Regions from separate parts of the Sus scrofa genome. Here regions 2, 3, 4 and 5 are each linked to region 1. Evidence: chromatin contacts called from public HiChIP or PLAC-seq and promoter capture Hi-C data. All regions are on one chromosome and are shown on one strand. Each heading gives the region's core, a stretch centred on a gene start, on an enhancer-like site or on the middle of the called end of the contact. The rest is flanking DNA. Distances are from core to core; before and after follow the strand shown.

Region 1 (2,808 bases), core at 224-2,723:
CCAGGGGGCATTGTTCCAAGCTGGCTTCCATCTCCTAAAGGACCTCATTTTTGTTGTTGTTGTTTGTATATTTAGGGCCGCACTTGGGGCATATGGAGGAGCAATCGGAGCTGTAGCTGCCAGCCTTCCCCAGAGCCACAGCAATGCCAGATCCGAGCCGCGTCTGTGACCTACACCACAGCTCACGGCAATGCCAGATACTCAACCCACTGAGCAAGGCCAGGAATGGAACCCACAACCTCATGGTTCCTAGTTGGATTCGTTTCCGCTGTGCCACGACGGGACCTCCATGACCTCATTTTTTAATACCTCCTGACTTTCCTTTACAAGATGTTCCAAGTGTTTCTATTATTTCCCAGCTCTTGACCTGGCATCAGCCATTTCTCCAAGGGCCCTGGGTACCTTTTAGTGGGAAGTAGTATTTAGAGATCAAAGTCTGGGTGCCAAGGATAGTTAATGCTTCTAGGCCCTGAGTTCATATTAATATTTCCATCTCAAAGTTAACAATACAGGCTTTTAATGTCATTGTTATTAATTTCTATATTTTTACACTGGAGCTTTTGCACCTAGTAACATTAACAAAAGTACTCAAAAATATTTATAACAGCCCATATACGATCCCATATGAGACATGGGATCATACTTTATGTTATATAACTTGTGATTATAACATGATCTTTCTTTTAAAAGGAGGAAATGGGGGAGTTCCTATCGTGGCGCAGTGGTTAACGAATCCGACTAGGACCCATGAGCTTGTGGGTTCCATCCCTGGACTTGCTCAGTGGGTTAACCATCCAGCGTTGCCGTGAGCTGTGGTGTAGGTTGCAGAACACCTAGCCTGGGAACTCCATATGCCGCGGGAGGGGCCCTAGAAAAGGCAAAAAAAAAAAAAAAAAAAAAAAAAAAAAAAAATTAAATAAATAATAATAATAATAATGATAAAATAAAATAAAAGGAGGAACCGGGGACTTGAGATGTGTCTGAGGTTACATGTCCAACAAACAGCAGCTCCAGGATTTGAAGCTGGCATGCTGGTTCCATCAAAGAAGGGAGCCCCTGACACTCAGAGGAGATTTTCCAGGAAGCCTGAGGTCCTCAGAAAAAGTATCAGGGAGAGGATAAGGCCTGGGGGTGCAAGAACCAGCGTCTGCGGTGAACACGCCGGTCCTGACTCCTCCAAACCTGGAGGGCGGGATAGAAGCAAACTGCAGAGTGAAGGACCTGCGTTTGCCAGAGCCGGCGTTTAGTTTCACATCTGTCGAAAACCACACTAGGACAGCCGAACACTGAGAAAACCTGGCTGGGACCCGCGCGCCACGCCCCCGCAAACGGAGCTCACAGGACCTGACCCGCCCCCGCGTAGTGCCCGCCCACTTGCCAATCAGAGAGGGAGCCTTGAGCACGGGGGCGGGACAACAGGGGAGGGTATCGGGTGAAGAATCAGCTCCGGCTAGTCTCAGCGCAGAACCTTACAGAATCCCCTCGAGAGCGTAGAGGAGGCGGGCTAGCCAATCAGAGGGATCGGCTCACAGCGTTGCGTATTGGAAGCCAATCAGAAGGGTGCTCTCAGGCGACTTGCCCGACCCCCGCTTCCCGCCTTTCCCTTAACCTCTGGCTGCGGCGAGCCGGCGCGGTCCTTGGACTGGGGTCATCGGCCACCGAGCTGTGCTCGTAGTTCTCTCCACACATTCCCGCTGCCGACCCAGGTCCGTGCAGGCGTCTGGTGGGACATGGCAAACTCCGGCGGCGAGGACCGCGGAGGCCAGGAAGAGGAGAGTTTTCTCTACTTCGCCTATGGCAGCAATCTGCTGATGGAGCGGATTCACCTCCGAAACCCCTCCGCCGAGTTCTATTGTGTGGCCCGTTTGCAGGTCAGTCAGTGCTTCCTGCCCAGCCCCTGCAACGTCCTGTGCCCCTCTGCAGTCGAGGGAGCCAAAATTTGAGCAGATGCTCTCTCAAGGCCTCCTAGGAATGCAGGCCTAGGCCAGGAATGCTGCTCTTCTTGCTAAGAGCACCTTGCTCCCTGCACAACCCAGGCCGGCCCCCCCTCGCCTTCGGCCCTATGGCCCTATGCTTGACCCTGCTGAGCTCTGCTACTCTGCACCTGCGCCTCCTAGCCTGCCCTGAGCTCCTGCTCCTGTTATTCCCACTAGTTGCTAGTTCTCCCCAGATCCCGCCTCCTCTCTCTTGGCCACTGACCTGGCATCATCACCAAATCCATTTGGTTGGTCCTTCTAAGAAGCCTTCTCTGACTCAGGTCAGGGAATCTCTTGTTTTCTGTTCTTTACCTGCCTTTGCTCCAGGACTTGTCACCTGGTTTTGTAAAAATCCACTTGCCTGCTCCCGGTCTGAGAAGTTCTGAAAGCTGGAGCAGCGTCTTATTCGTAGTAAGGGCTGTGCTCAGTTAAGTCACGTGGTTGGGTGAGCCTTGGTAAGAATCAGTGCTATCAGCACAGTCCATCCATTCACTTAGTGTTTATTCTCCCAGCACTTACCTGGAGATAGGAAGGTGATTAAGTAAAGTTGGCTGCTTTCAGGACCTTCCAGTCTATAGGAGAGACATGCAAACAAATTGCCTACAAAGCCTTTTGACATTGTCGAGTGGGATAAATATGGCCTCTGCTATGGTTGTCAGGGTTCTTAGCTGGAAGGAACAGAGTGGCTGATTTAAGCAGAAAAAGCATATGTTGTAAGGCCGTTGTACAGCTCACAGAATGACCAGGAAGATAGGATCACAAAGCTGACAAAATAGGCAGGCATAAAGCGAGCCTGTAATAGAGCCAGTATCACAGACAGAACCAGCCCAGA
Region 2 (2,808 bases), core at 155-2,654, 490 kb after region 1:
AGAGAATCACACTACAACCTTAAAAAACTGTCCTAGCTTCCCTAGGATGAGAAAATTATATCTCCACCTCCCTAAGAGATACTGGGAATATTTCTCATTTCAAATATACTGCTATTAAAATCTTAAGTGCCTACCTCCTCTTCCATAATAAAAAGTTTAATTTCAAAAAAGTGCCTCGCACAGTTTCCAGCACACAGAAGGCTTTTATTTATACACTCATTTATGAAAATGCTCCTTCTGAATCATAGTCACAGCTGAAGAATAGTTATGACCTTCTCAAGATCGGAAGAAAGTACTTCCACAAACTGGAAAGGGGGCGGGGTACTATTTTTAAGCCACTCTGCTCAGCAGGGCAGAAAAGACTTGCTAATATTTGCATTCTTTCTATGGTGCTTTCTGAGTCTGTAAAACAAAACAAAACAAAAACATCATCAGTGAGAAAACCCCAAACCTGGAGCTTTGAAGCTGCTGAGACACAACTCTGATACCTTGTTCTGCACGCAGACGCAGATACGCAGATGACTCTCCAGGTGACAAGGGAAACTTGGCACTGGGGACTCGGTTTGAAAAAGAACCTTTCCCTCTGGAATGCCGGGTTACTGCCGGCACTCATGGGAAACCTTCATGGGAAACCTTCCGAGACCAGCTCCTCCGCCAGAATTCCAGAGACTCCTAGAGGACCCCACTGCGGGAATCAGCGCCTCCCTCCCGCTGACAGTGAGGGCGTCGTGCCTTTCAAGTCACCCCAAATCTCAGGACTTCGCAGCGTTCACTGCGAAGGGCCGTTAGCGCTGTCACCCAGCCCCAACGCGGGGCTCTGTCTGTAAGCACGGGAGACAAAACTGCTGCGGGAAATGCTGGGGACCGGGACCCCGACCCAGGAGGCGCGTCGCGACACCGCCCTCCTCCGGCTCAGACAAAGGATCTGGCGCGCCCCCCACTCACCGCTCAGATAGTTGGTCCACTTGTACAGCACCCCCTCCATGGCGCCCGCGGCCCCCTCAGCCCTCGCCCGCCGGCCCCCTCACTGCCTCAGGCCCCAGGAGGCGAGGAGCACCGGCAGCAGGGCCATCGCTCGGCGTTGCCGAGCCGGCCACTCCCGGCGTCCGGGCCCGGTGCGGGGACGCCCCGCGGGCCTCACATCCTGGGCCCGGGGGCGGGGTCACTGCGGCGGCCTGGACACGTGAAGGCGCGGCCGACCCGTGGCCCCGCACCGCGGGGCCGGCGCGCTGTCCACAAGGAGGCCAAAGCACTGGGTGAGGCCGAGGGGCGGCTGCGGCCACCACAGGGCCGCAAGCGGGGCGGCGGGTCGCGGGCGGCGCCACCGCGCGCCACCTGAAGCCTCTACCCACCCGGCCCGGAGCCCGCTCGCGCATGCCCCGTGCATCGCCTGCGCGCACGTTCCCAAAATCCACTCCGGGCTTTAGCGGCAACCGCGGCGGCCGCGCTGACGTAGCCGCAGAGGCCGGCGGGGAAAAGGAGTCCCGCAGGCTAGGGACTATGGAAAGGGTGAGAACAGAGGAGGGAGGCCACTGGGGCAAGTCCCAAGTTAATGTGCTGTAGATGGATCCTACCTACCTCTTAACGTTTGGGATCACCGGGACCCCTTAGGCTGCTCCCTGGATTCTAGTCCTCAAGGTCTAATTCTTTTTTTCAAAGCTAATTGATCTCACACACTTCAAGGCTATTGAGGTGCCCATTAGGGCAGAAGGAGGTGAATGAATGTTGTGTGTGGCAGTGTTAGCAGACGTTTTCTAAACTCTAAGGCCCCGCTACAGAAAGTGTGGTCCACCGACTGCAGCATTGACCTCACCTAGGAGATTGCCGGAATTGCAGGATATCGCTCCAAGCCCAGAAACTGCTGAATTGAACTCTTGAATGGGTCCAGGAACTCCCAGGGGATTCCTATGCGTATTAAAGTGTGAGAAAGCACTGTGCTAAGGATATTTGACTAGGGAAAATGTTAACTGTAGACTCAGTGGAAAAGCAGGTTATGAAACAGTGTACAATAGGATCCTAATTGTTTTAGGCATGTGTCACAAAAGCATACAACAAGGTGTTCAGAGGATTATATCTGGATGGTGGTATCATAGGAAATCTTTTTTCTTTCTTTTTCTTTAGTGAAAGTCTGCCAGATTTAGCAAATAAAAACAAAGAACAATCAACTCGTTTATCTGGAATTCAAATTTAATGTGGCTCCTGTTTTTTAACTGGGAATTCTAGTGCTTTCCAGTTTCTTCCAACTCGACTACAATGTACACGTATTGCTTTTGAAATTATGAGAACAATGTAAAACTAAAAATTTTAAACTAAGTTGAGCTTGTGTAACTCGTAAATGTGATTACTATTTCTTTAAGGCCGAGATCTGCACTCTCTCTCGAGTTTTGTTTTTCTTTTTAGAGCCGCACCTGCAGCATATGGAAGCTCCCTGGCCACAGCCACAGAAACGCCAGATCCCAGCTGCATCTGCAACCCATGTCACAGCTTGTGGCAGTGCTGGATCCTTAACCTACTGAGCGTGGCCAGGGACCCAACCCGCATCCTCTCAGATATAATGTCGAGTTAGCTGAGCAACAACGGGAACTATGGTCTGCACTTATTCTTGATAGAGGCTATTATTGACTCTCTACACTAAGGTCATTTAGATGATAAATTATTAGCAGCCGTAACATAATGCAGTGATGCACAATACATCACAATACCTGGTTTGACGGCGGAGCTCAACGGCTTTTGACGCTCAACAACCTTAAGCAGGACACAACCTCTCCTAGCCTATATATGCTCATCTTTTAAATGGAATAAAAGAAT
Region 3 (2,808 bases), core at 210-2,709, 390 kb after region 1:
AGCCCATAGCCGCCCGCCTCCATCTTACATTATTTTTCCCCTGTGCTCACAAGCACTTCATGCAGCACCATCCTGGCCCAGTCTCCGCACCTCCCAGCCCAACTCCCCGGCCTCTACATCCTCTTCCTAAACGGCCAGGGCCAAGATCCCAAGTGGGCACAGGATGCAAAGTTGAAGATGTGGACACCTCACTTCCAGGTCCGGGGCCCCGCGAGCCCCGGGCGGGCGGGCGGGGCGGGGGGGCACTGAGGAGGGGAGGGGGAATTCTCCCTCATCAGGAAAAACCAAAGGGTTTTGGCAGAGCCTCGGCCGCCGCCTCGGCCGGACAGAACCGCTGGGGCCCACACACCTCGTATGATGCTCACAGAGGAGCAATGGAAGCACAGAAGGAATGGGGGATAGGCGTGCCTGTGTGTGTGTGTGTGCGCGCGCGCGCGCGCGCGCACGCGCGCGTGCGTTTTTAAGATCCGGGTGTAATTCCGCAAAGAAGGTCCAGGAGATGGGGCATCGCTAGTGTGGACAGAGGCTTTGTGTCCAAACAGCGCAGGAAATAAAATGCAGGGCGGGGGGCAGGGACGGCGACGGGGATTCTCTCGGGCGGGGACAACTCAAGGAGTTGTGCCTGCTCCTTGGAAGGGTAACAGGATTCCTCACCCAAACGGGACGCCCGGGTGGAGGAAGCTCCAGATCCCAGATCCTGCGAGAGGGGAGGGCCCGTGCGCCCGGGCCCGGACTGGTGCGAGGCCGAGACCCCTCCGGAGATGCTCCAAAGCGAGGACCGCGATCGAGCCCCGAGGTCGCGTCCCCGAAACAGCCCGTCCTAGCTCAGCTCTCCCGACCCTAAGGACGCCCCTGCTGGCCGCCTACCGGCCCCACCCGGAACGCTGACCCCAAAGCGCAGAGCCCAGGGACTCCCCGGGAGGAGCGCGGAGCTGCGGTGTGAGCGGCGGCCAGCTGGTTACGCCCCCCCCCGCCCCCTCGCGCCCCACCACCTCCCCCGCCAGCCCGAGCTCGGGTGCAGGGAAGCGGCCGCGCGTCCACACTCCCGCGCGCTGCGGCGGTCCCTCCCCCAGGCACTCACAAAATTGTCCCCGCAGCCGTTATCCGGACACAGCACGTAGAAGGAGACGCCGGGGTCTGCGTAGAAATCCATCCTGCGCTCGGTCTCTTCGGTGGCGATGAGCTCGAAGGGCGTGTTGGAGCACCATTTCTCCGCAACGTCAGCCAGCTGCTGGAAATCCATCCTGGCCCGCCGCGCCCGCCGCTCCCTCAGCCTCCTCGCGCGCCACCCGCCTCCCGCTCCCTCCGCCGCCCGCCCTCCTCTTCTCGGGCGCCCTCCTCCCGGGCGGGCAGCGCGCGGCTCCTCGGGCTGTGGGGCAGGCGGCGGGGCCGGGCGGCGCGGGTTCCCTCCGCTCCCGGGGCTCCTCCCGGCGGGGACTGTTTACATGCTGTGTGTAACTGGGTGGGCGGCGACCAGGGACGGCTCGGCGCCGCGCCCGACGACTCCTCGCTCCACCTCCCCGCCCGCCCCCTTTTAGGGCCGCCCCCGAGGCTGGCGCGGCCAGGCCCGGAAAGGTGGACTGCGGGCACGGCGGGGCGGGACGGGGCGGGGCGGGACCCGGCGCGGCGGGAGGGGCCCCGCGCTCCGCGGGCTCCCCCGGTCCCAACCCTCCTTTTTAAAAGGGAACCCGGAGCATCCCCAGGCCCTCGCGAACCCGGGGCCGCCCCGGCCCGTGACGTCATGGGCCCCAGCCAATCACCGGAGCCTGAGACCCGCGCCGCGGCCTGCGAGCCCGGTGACGTCACAGCGCGGCCCCGAAATCCCCAGCTCCCAGGTAACAGTGAAGCAGAGTTATCTGGATCGTGTTTCTCTGGACATACAAGGCCGGGAAAGGTTTTCCCTGATGCGACTTAAATGCAGGGGAAGCTCAAAAAACTGCAGACAACTTATACCCTCAGACTAGCAATGAAGGAACTGAGAAAACCTAAGGAAAATGGAGCTTCTCTTTTTCAGAAATCACAGCTCTGTCCTCTGATTGATGTAAATAAATGTTTCCCATAAATATGTTTACTAGACACCGAAATGAATGTCCATTTGGAAAGGAAGATGAAAGTTTTTGGATTGGGGATGGGGGGGTGTTAACATAAAGCTGAATATTTCTTAGAAATAAGCTTTCTAAGACTAGCTTGAATATTAGTCACCTTCAATTCATCCTGTATAACCTAAAATCATCAACTGCTAGTTTGGGAAGGAAAAAAGTACATTTCACAAAAGTACAGAAGTATATGGCCCAAGGATTGCACCTGTTGAACGCTCATTGGCTGCCAGGAACCACCAGACAGGCACTGCTGGATTGCAGAAAATGCACTGGACAGAGTCCTGGCCCACAGGAATTGCATGACTACTAGCAGAGACAGGCTAAATAGTATTCATTCTATAAACATTCAATCAGACTTCATCTTTAAAGTGTGTCTTCTGAACCAGGCGCCATGCTAGCCCTAAGATATAAATATGACTAATATGTAGTTCCACCCTCCAAGAGCTGGCAGGCTTGCTAAGGGAAGCTCATGACACCCATCCTTAGAACAGATGTGATTCTGGAAGCTTGTTTCTCTTGCAAATAACTGGGATAGGAGTTCTTTTTTCCTTGAATTCTCTTCATAAAATCAAAGCTGCATTCCCATAGTGAAAGTAGAAAATCCACTTAATCTTTTGGTAGAGGAAGAGGTCAGGACAGTGATTAGCCCGAAGGCATCCTAAGCATTGTGTTTTATCTGATCTTTTTCCTGATGGAAATGTCCTTACCT
Region 4 (2,808 bases), core at 136-2,635, 350 kb after region 1:
CCACTCAGCACAGCCGGCCAGATCACGGGCAAGGCGAAGAGCTGATGAAATGAAATGAGATTTCTTCTTTCCATCCTGTGTATGGGCAACCAGGCAGACTAGCAGCGTTCACGGCAGGACGTTTAAGGGGAGGGCCCCTGTGATATTGAGCAAAAAGGACCAGGGGTCTCACTAAAAGGACGACCAACCCCATGACACTGTTCACAGCAGAGCGGCTAAGGGGCTCTGAAGTCACACTGCCTTGGCTTGAATCCCAGCTCCACATTTACCAGCTGTGAGATCTTAAGAAAGTCACTTAATGTCTCTGGACCTCAGTTTCCTCATCTGTAAAAGGGGGATAAGAGTCATAACACCTACCTTATGTTGGGAGGATTGCAGGAGTCGTAGGGGCTTGGAACAGTGCCTGGTGCTTAGGGCTTTATAAACGTGTGTTAAGACAAACCAGTGCATGGAACAGCACATGCAGCTGGGACACAGTCACTCAGCACTGTGTGCTTCACGGCAAAAGGACTGAAACCTCATCGGGCTGTTTCACTGCGGAGCAGAGTAAACTTGGACCTTGCCCACACTCAACAGAATCAAAAACCGTCATTCTGAAACCTAGTGGTAGTAGTGAGACTGCTGTCAAGCCACTGTTAAAATGTTTATGGGGGAGTCAGGGCTTCTGTTACGCTTGTGACATGCTTGTTGTCCTTTTCACCACATCCTGTCTCCGCTGAGTGGGTTTCAGGCTCAGCCAAATCACCCAGCAGAGGACAAATGTCCATCCCACGACTATGGTGAGGGTTGGGCCTAACTCAGTAGACAGAAGCAATAAAAAACCTGAACAGTAGGGGCAGTGGGGAGAGAGGAGGAGGAAAGACCCTCCTGATCCTTCGTGGGCTAAAAAGGAAACCCTGGTGAAATTCTGGGAGCCAATGGGAACTCCCAAGTCTGCCTCTGGTTTGGGCTCTGGCCTCCAGTGGCCTGGGACGCCAATGGCTATCACTACATGTTCCTACTGCACCTTGTGTCCTGGAGCCCCCAGGAGTGCCTACCAATTTTCAGGGGCTCCCAAATACCTCCCTTCTGGCCAGATGTCCTACAGATGCTCAAACCCCCCCTCCACCCCCAATCTGTGCAGGCCACAGGGAGCCTGATTTGAGTTGTAAGCAGACACCTGTGGTCCCTGCCCTGTCCCCCAGCACCCCCAAGTTGGTTGGAAGTTGCAGGGCTTGTCAAAGGCTGCTGGCCGATAATCAGAAAGGCCCCGGCCACCTCAGAACACAGAGCAGCCTTTCACCTTGCTCAAAGCAAGATGAAATGTGCCATCCATCTCCTCTTTGGCATCCCCCAGCCCTTCCCAGAGTGAGCCAAAGGCCACGCTTCACTGATCGGTCAGTAAGTCGTGTTTATTGAGCTGACACTGTGTACACACGGGGGTGTGGAAGCTGCAGAGAAAGATGGATGCGAAGGAAAGAAAACCCACTGGGGTCTAATGCCAGGGTTTATGCGTAAAGAAAGGACCCTCCCTTTTCCTCTCCTCTGCACAGCCGGGCTGTTCGCTCCTTCCATGCCACTCGGAGGGGTCGGCGAGCCCCCCTCTCCCAAAGGCTCCACCAGGAAGCGGGTGAGAGCCCGCCCAGCACGCGCTCATAGAGCAAACCGGTTCTTTATGCGGTGCTGACCTCTAGAGGCTTCCAATTAAAAAACATCCCTAAGGACAAACTTCGTTTTTACGTCCTGCGTTGTGGCCATGTTTTTCTGGAAACAAGGAGAATGTTGCCTAAGAGGAAAGGCCTACCTTAGTCTCGGGCTGCCTATTTAGGGCTTGCTCTGAGTTTTAGAAATTTCATTGTTTTCTGCTCCAAACGAGGGGGAAAGGGAGGTCAGGGAAGGATTTCAAAGTTCGCATTTGCTCACAGTGGAACTAAGAGGAAAGGCAGAGGGCCAGCTATTTCAGCATGTGTTTCTTGAAGGCCAGGCTGGCAGAGAGGAATGTTTGCTCCTGACCCTGATTCAGCAGGAGGGCACTGGGAACTCCCTGCCTGCCCCTCCCGCACACATACACGCAGCCCTGCTGGCTCCGGCCCTGGTGCAGGGTCCACACACTGGCTAGTGGGTTCTGCTTTGCTGACTTTATTTCCATGCATTCGTGTCCACGATGAAACCGGGACAATGGGGTGTCCCACCTGGCCTTACTTCACTATGGAAATGAGACTCATTTCCACAAGAAATGAAAGTGTTACCTTCCTAAGCAAGCAAAGCATCCCAAATACTCGTTTTGTTGTAGGTTTTTGTGTTTATTATTTATTGTTTGTTTTTAGGGTCGCACCCACAGCATATGGAGGTTCCCAGGCTAGGGGTCAAATCGGAGCAGCAGCTGCCAGCCTACACCACAGCCACAGCAACGCCAGATCCGAGCCACATCTGCAACCTATACCAGAGCTCATGGCAACACTGGATCCTTAACCTACTGAGCAAGACCAGAGACTGAACCCGCAACCTCACAGTTCCTAGTCGGATTCGTTTCCGCTGCGCCATGACGGGAACTCCTGTTTTTGTTTTTGTTTTTTTTTTAATCTTGTATCTTGTATTTTTTATTACAAAAAGAAGGGATGTGTAGGAAGGGAGGAGAAAAGTATCCAGGGATGTTATCATGGGGGCTAATATGCATCCACTGTTTCGACTGGGGTCTTTATTTCAACTTTTGCTTTGCGCGCGCGTGCGCGCGCGTGTGTGTGTGTGTGTGTGTGTGTGTGTGTGTGTGTGTGTGTGTCTTTTTAGGGCTGCATCTGTGGCATATGGAAGTGGACTGCAGCTGCCAGC
Region 5 (2,808 bases), core at 231-2,730, 260 kb after region 1:
AGAGCCACAGCAACGCAGGATCTGAGCCGTCTGCGACCTACACCACAGCTCACCACAACGCCGGATCCTTAACCCACTGAGCAAGGCCAGGGATCGAACCCGCAAACTCTTAGTTCCTAGTCGGATTCGTTAACCACTGAGCCACGACGAGAACTCCATATATGATATCACTTATATCTGGATTCTAATATATGGCACAAATGAATCTTTGCACGGAAAAGAAGATCATGGACTTGGAGAATAGACTTGTGGTTGCCAGGAGGGATGGGGAGGGAGTGGGATGGACTGGGAACTTGGGGTTAATAGATGCAAACTCTTGCCTTTGGAATGGATAAGCAATGAGATCCTGCTGTATAGCACTGGGAACTATATCTAGTCACTTATGATGGAGCATGGTAATGTGACAAAAAAGAATGTATACGTGTGTGTGACTGGGTCACCTTGCTGTACAGTAGAAAATTGACAGAACACTGTAAACCAGCTATAATGGAAAACATTAAAAAAGAGAGAGAGAGAGAAAGAGAAGTGTCCAGACTAAGTAAATCCATAGAAACAGAAAGCAACTTAGTGTTTTCCAAAAGCAACCCAGTAGGAGGGGAAAGCAGAGCAATTGCTAATGAATAGAGGGTTTGGGGGGATGAAATGTTCCAGAACTATGTAGTGGTGATGGTTACACGACCCTGGGAATATACTCCAAACCACTTTTAAGGATATCTTAAAAGGGCAAATTTTATGTTTGTGAATCATATCTCGATTTTTAAGAAGACTTCATTAATATCTTCAGGCTCTTGACCTCACAATTTCCTTCCAGTTTACCTTAACTCTGGGTCTCACCGCCTTCCCTGTACAGATGGGCTATCTGTGCCTTTGCAGATAGTGTTTTTTCTGTCTGAAATAACCTCCCTTTCTCCACCTTGTTTGCAGAGCTAACTCCTACCATCCTTCTAAATCGCAGCCACCACTTCCTTCGGAAAGCCTTCCTGAACTCTCCAGAATTCATCACTTCCTCCTCTGTGGCATCTCCATCCCTCGTACACACTTTCAGTATTTATCACACAGCTTTCATTTCTTTGTCTCTGTCTCCCCCACTACAATGAGCTCTCCGGGTGTACAAATTGTGTCTTAAAGAGTGTTGCCTCCTCAGAGCCTAGAACCATTAGTTGCAATTCTACATTCTATGTCTGTTGAATTGTAGCTGAAGTTACAACTCTTTATTTCCTGAGTTTCCCCCAAGGACTTCAAAAGAACTAAAATATCTTAGAACCAAATCTCACTTTTCTGCCACACAAACATGATCTTGCTAAGGGACTCTTCTTCCTGGCAGGGCTGGCTCTTGTCCTGTGCCAGCAGGCATAGACCTCACGGGTGAAGCTTCTTCAGTAAGGGCAGTGACCAAAGAAAAATTAATTGCTGCCTTCCCTTTGTGCTTATGTGATCCATTAGAAGGTACGTTCAGAAAGAACACGTGACACTAGATGACTCTGCAGAGATGCTGCTACCACTTCTTCTATTGTCCAACTACCCACATCAGGACAGTTTGTGTACTGCACAGAAAAGATTAATTCTTGTCAAAATAAATGAGGGAAGAGAATGTGCTAACAGGGCTGCATCCAAGATATGACCTTGTTTGTCTGAGACTTCCTCACAGAGATGAAAATAGGGCAAATCTTAAAGCAATGCCTCACTAGGAAGTAGCAGGCCTCCTGAGACTGTACAGGGAAAGACAAGTGTCACAGACCCTTTATGTCTGCTGAGCCCACGCCGTTCCCCCCAGCCATTTTGACCATTAAAGTACCTAGAATGCTTTGAACTTCTCAGCAAACATACAGCTTACACAGCCTTGGAAATATACCTAAAAGTGGATATTGAGGATAGAGAGAACAGATTTCAGGGTTTTTTTTTTTTAGTTTGGTTGTTTGGTTTTTTTCTTTTCTTTTTTAGGAACGCACCCATGGCATATGGAAGTTCCCAGGCTAGGGGTCGAATCAGAGCTACAACTGCTAGCCTATACCACAGCCACAGCAATGCAGGATCCAAGCCAAATCTGTAACCTATGCTGCAGCTCACGGCAACTCTGGATCCTTAACCCACGGAGTGAGGCTGGGGATCGAACCTGCATCCTCATGGTTCCTAGTTGGGTTCATTAACCACTGAGCCACAAAGGGAACTCCACAGGTTTCAGTTTTGAATGGGGGAAAGTCACAGACTCTATGGAAGGTTAGTAAAAGAACCTCTGATGAATAGATTTGTATGAGGTGGTAGTAGAGTGTGTGCGTGTGTGTGTGCGTGTGAACTTACACATGTGAGGAATCTTATTTCTTTTGTAAATTAAGTTTTTCAGTGCTTTTTGGTCTTTAGCGTTTTTTAAATAAGCATAAAGGGATAAATCAAATCACCTAAAAAACTACCACTCAGATGCAACTACTGTTAACATCTCAACACATTTATTTCTAGTCTTCCTTCCATTAATTTTTCTTTCTATAATTGAAACCTTAAATGTCTCTGGATAGCTGGATTTGTTGCCCTTTTTGCTTCTTTTTTCCACTTTTGCTTGCAAGGATAGAAGATTTGCTAAGGTTACCTTAAGTAGTTTCCATTAGATAATGGAAGTTTATTCAGGTCTGCCATCATGAGACCCCAGAAAAGAACAGACGGTCCCGTGGTGTCTAGAAGGTCCCTCTGAAACTTTGGGTCACTCAGGGCCCCGAAGCCACAGCTTTAGCAACCAGGTTACTCAGTCCCCTTTCATTTATTAACCCTATATGCTTGCGACAGACCTTGTTTTCCAAAAGTGGCTGCAAAAATATC

What was found. Promoter capture Hi-C pulls out the DNA fragments that hold promoters and counts their contacts. HiChIP or PLAC-seq counts read pairs in DNA pulled down with a chosen protein or histone mark.
Region 2: a promoter capture Hi-C map of liver shows a contact between it and region 1, with 4 times the contacts expected there. The contact joins the promoter of PLEKHA8 here to the promoter of GGCT in region 1. A contact is called at or near these places in 1 of 5 promoter capture datasets (liver), 8 of 47 Hi-C or Micro-C datasets (alveolar macrophages, embryonic fibroblasts, heart right ventricle and 4 more) and 2 of 2 datasets of contacts at active chromatin or transcription factors (alveolar macrophages and skeletal muscle).
Region 3: a contact with region 1 is called in a promoter capture Hi-C map of fetal liver, with 3 times the contacts expected there. The contact joins the promoter of MTURN here to the promoter of GGCT in region 1. A contact is called at or near these places in 2 of 5 promoter capture datasets (fetal liver and liver) and 1 of 2 datasets of contacts at active chromatin or transcription factors (skeletal muscle).
Region 4: a contact with region 1 is called in a promoter capture Hi-C map of fetal liver, with 3 times the contacts expected there. The contact joins the enhancer-like site here to the promoter of GGCT in region 1. A contact is called at or near these places in 3 of 5 promoter capture datasets (fetal liver and liver), 5 of 47 Hi-C or Micro-C datasets (alveolar macrophages, embryonic fibroblasts, fetal heart ventricle and 2 more) and 1 of 2 datasets of contacts at active chromatin or transcription factors (skeletal muscle).
Region 5: an H3K27ac HiChIP or PLAC-seq map of alveolar macrophages shows a contact between it and region 1. The contact joins the enhancer-like site here to the promoter of GGCT in region 1. A contact is called at or near these places in 1 of 5 promoter capture datasets (liver), 4 of 47 Hi-C or Micro-C datasets (embryonic fibroblasts, fetal heart ventricle, omental adipose tissue and 1 more) and 2 of 2 datasets of contacts at active chromatin or transcription factors (alveolar macrophages and skeletal muscle).

The regions. Positions count from the first base shown.
Region 1 is chr18:42,409,261-42,412,068 of Sscrofa11.1, forward strand. It overlaps GGCT (gamma-glutamylcyclotransferase), which reads left to right and starts at 1,474. Exons shown (of 3, transcript XM_003361377.3): 1 at 1,474-1,871. The coding sequence starts at 1,731.
Region 2 is chr18:42,899,799-42,902,606 of Sscrofa11.1, forward strand. PLEKHA8 (pleckstrin homology domain-containing family A member 8) reads right to left here and starts at 1,405. Exons shown (of 14, transcript XM_005673281.2): 1 at 946-1,405. The coding sequence starts at 985.
Region 3 is chr18:42,800,640-42,803,447 of Sscrofa11.1, forward strand. MTURN (maturin, neural progenitor differentiation regulator homolog) reads right to left here and starts at 1,460. Exons shown (of 3, transcript NM_001244785.1): 1 at 1,082-1,460. The coding sequence starts at 1,243.
Region 4 is chr18:42,763,011-42,765,818 of Sscrofa11.1, forward strand. No RefSeq gene overlaps it. Among named protein-coding and RNA genes, the nearest start is that of MTURN, 38 kb to the right of the region's middle. Within about 2 kb of position 1,386, at least 23 of the 83 cell types and tissues checked have an H3K27ac peak or open chromatin away from gene starts, as enhancers often do. A contact at or near this core is called in fetal liver and liver, where this site is marked.
Region 5 is chr18:42,671,956-42,674,763 of Sscrofa11.1, forward strand. No RefSeq gene overlaps it. Among named protein-coding and RNA genes, the nearest start is that of ZNRF2, 21 kb to the left of the region's middle. Within about 2 kb of position 1,481, at least 8 of the 83 cell types and tissues checked have an H3K27ac peak or open chromatin away from gene starts, as enhancers often do. A contact at or near this core is called in alveolar macrophages, where this site is marked.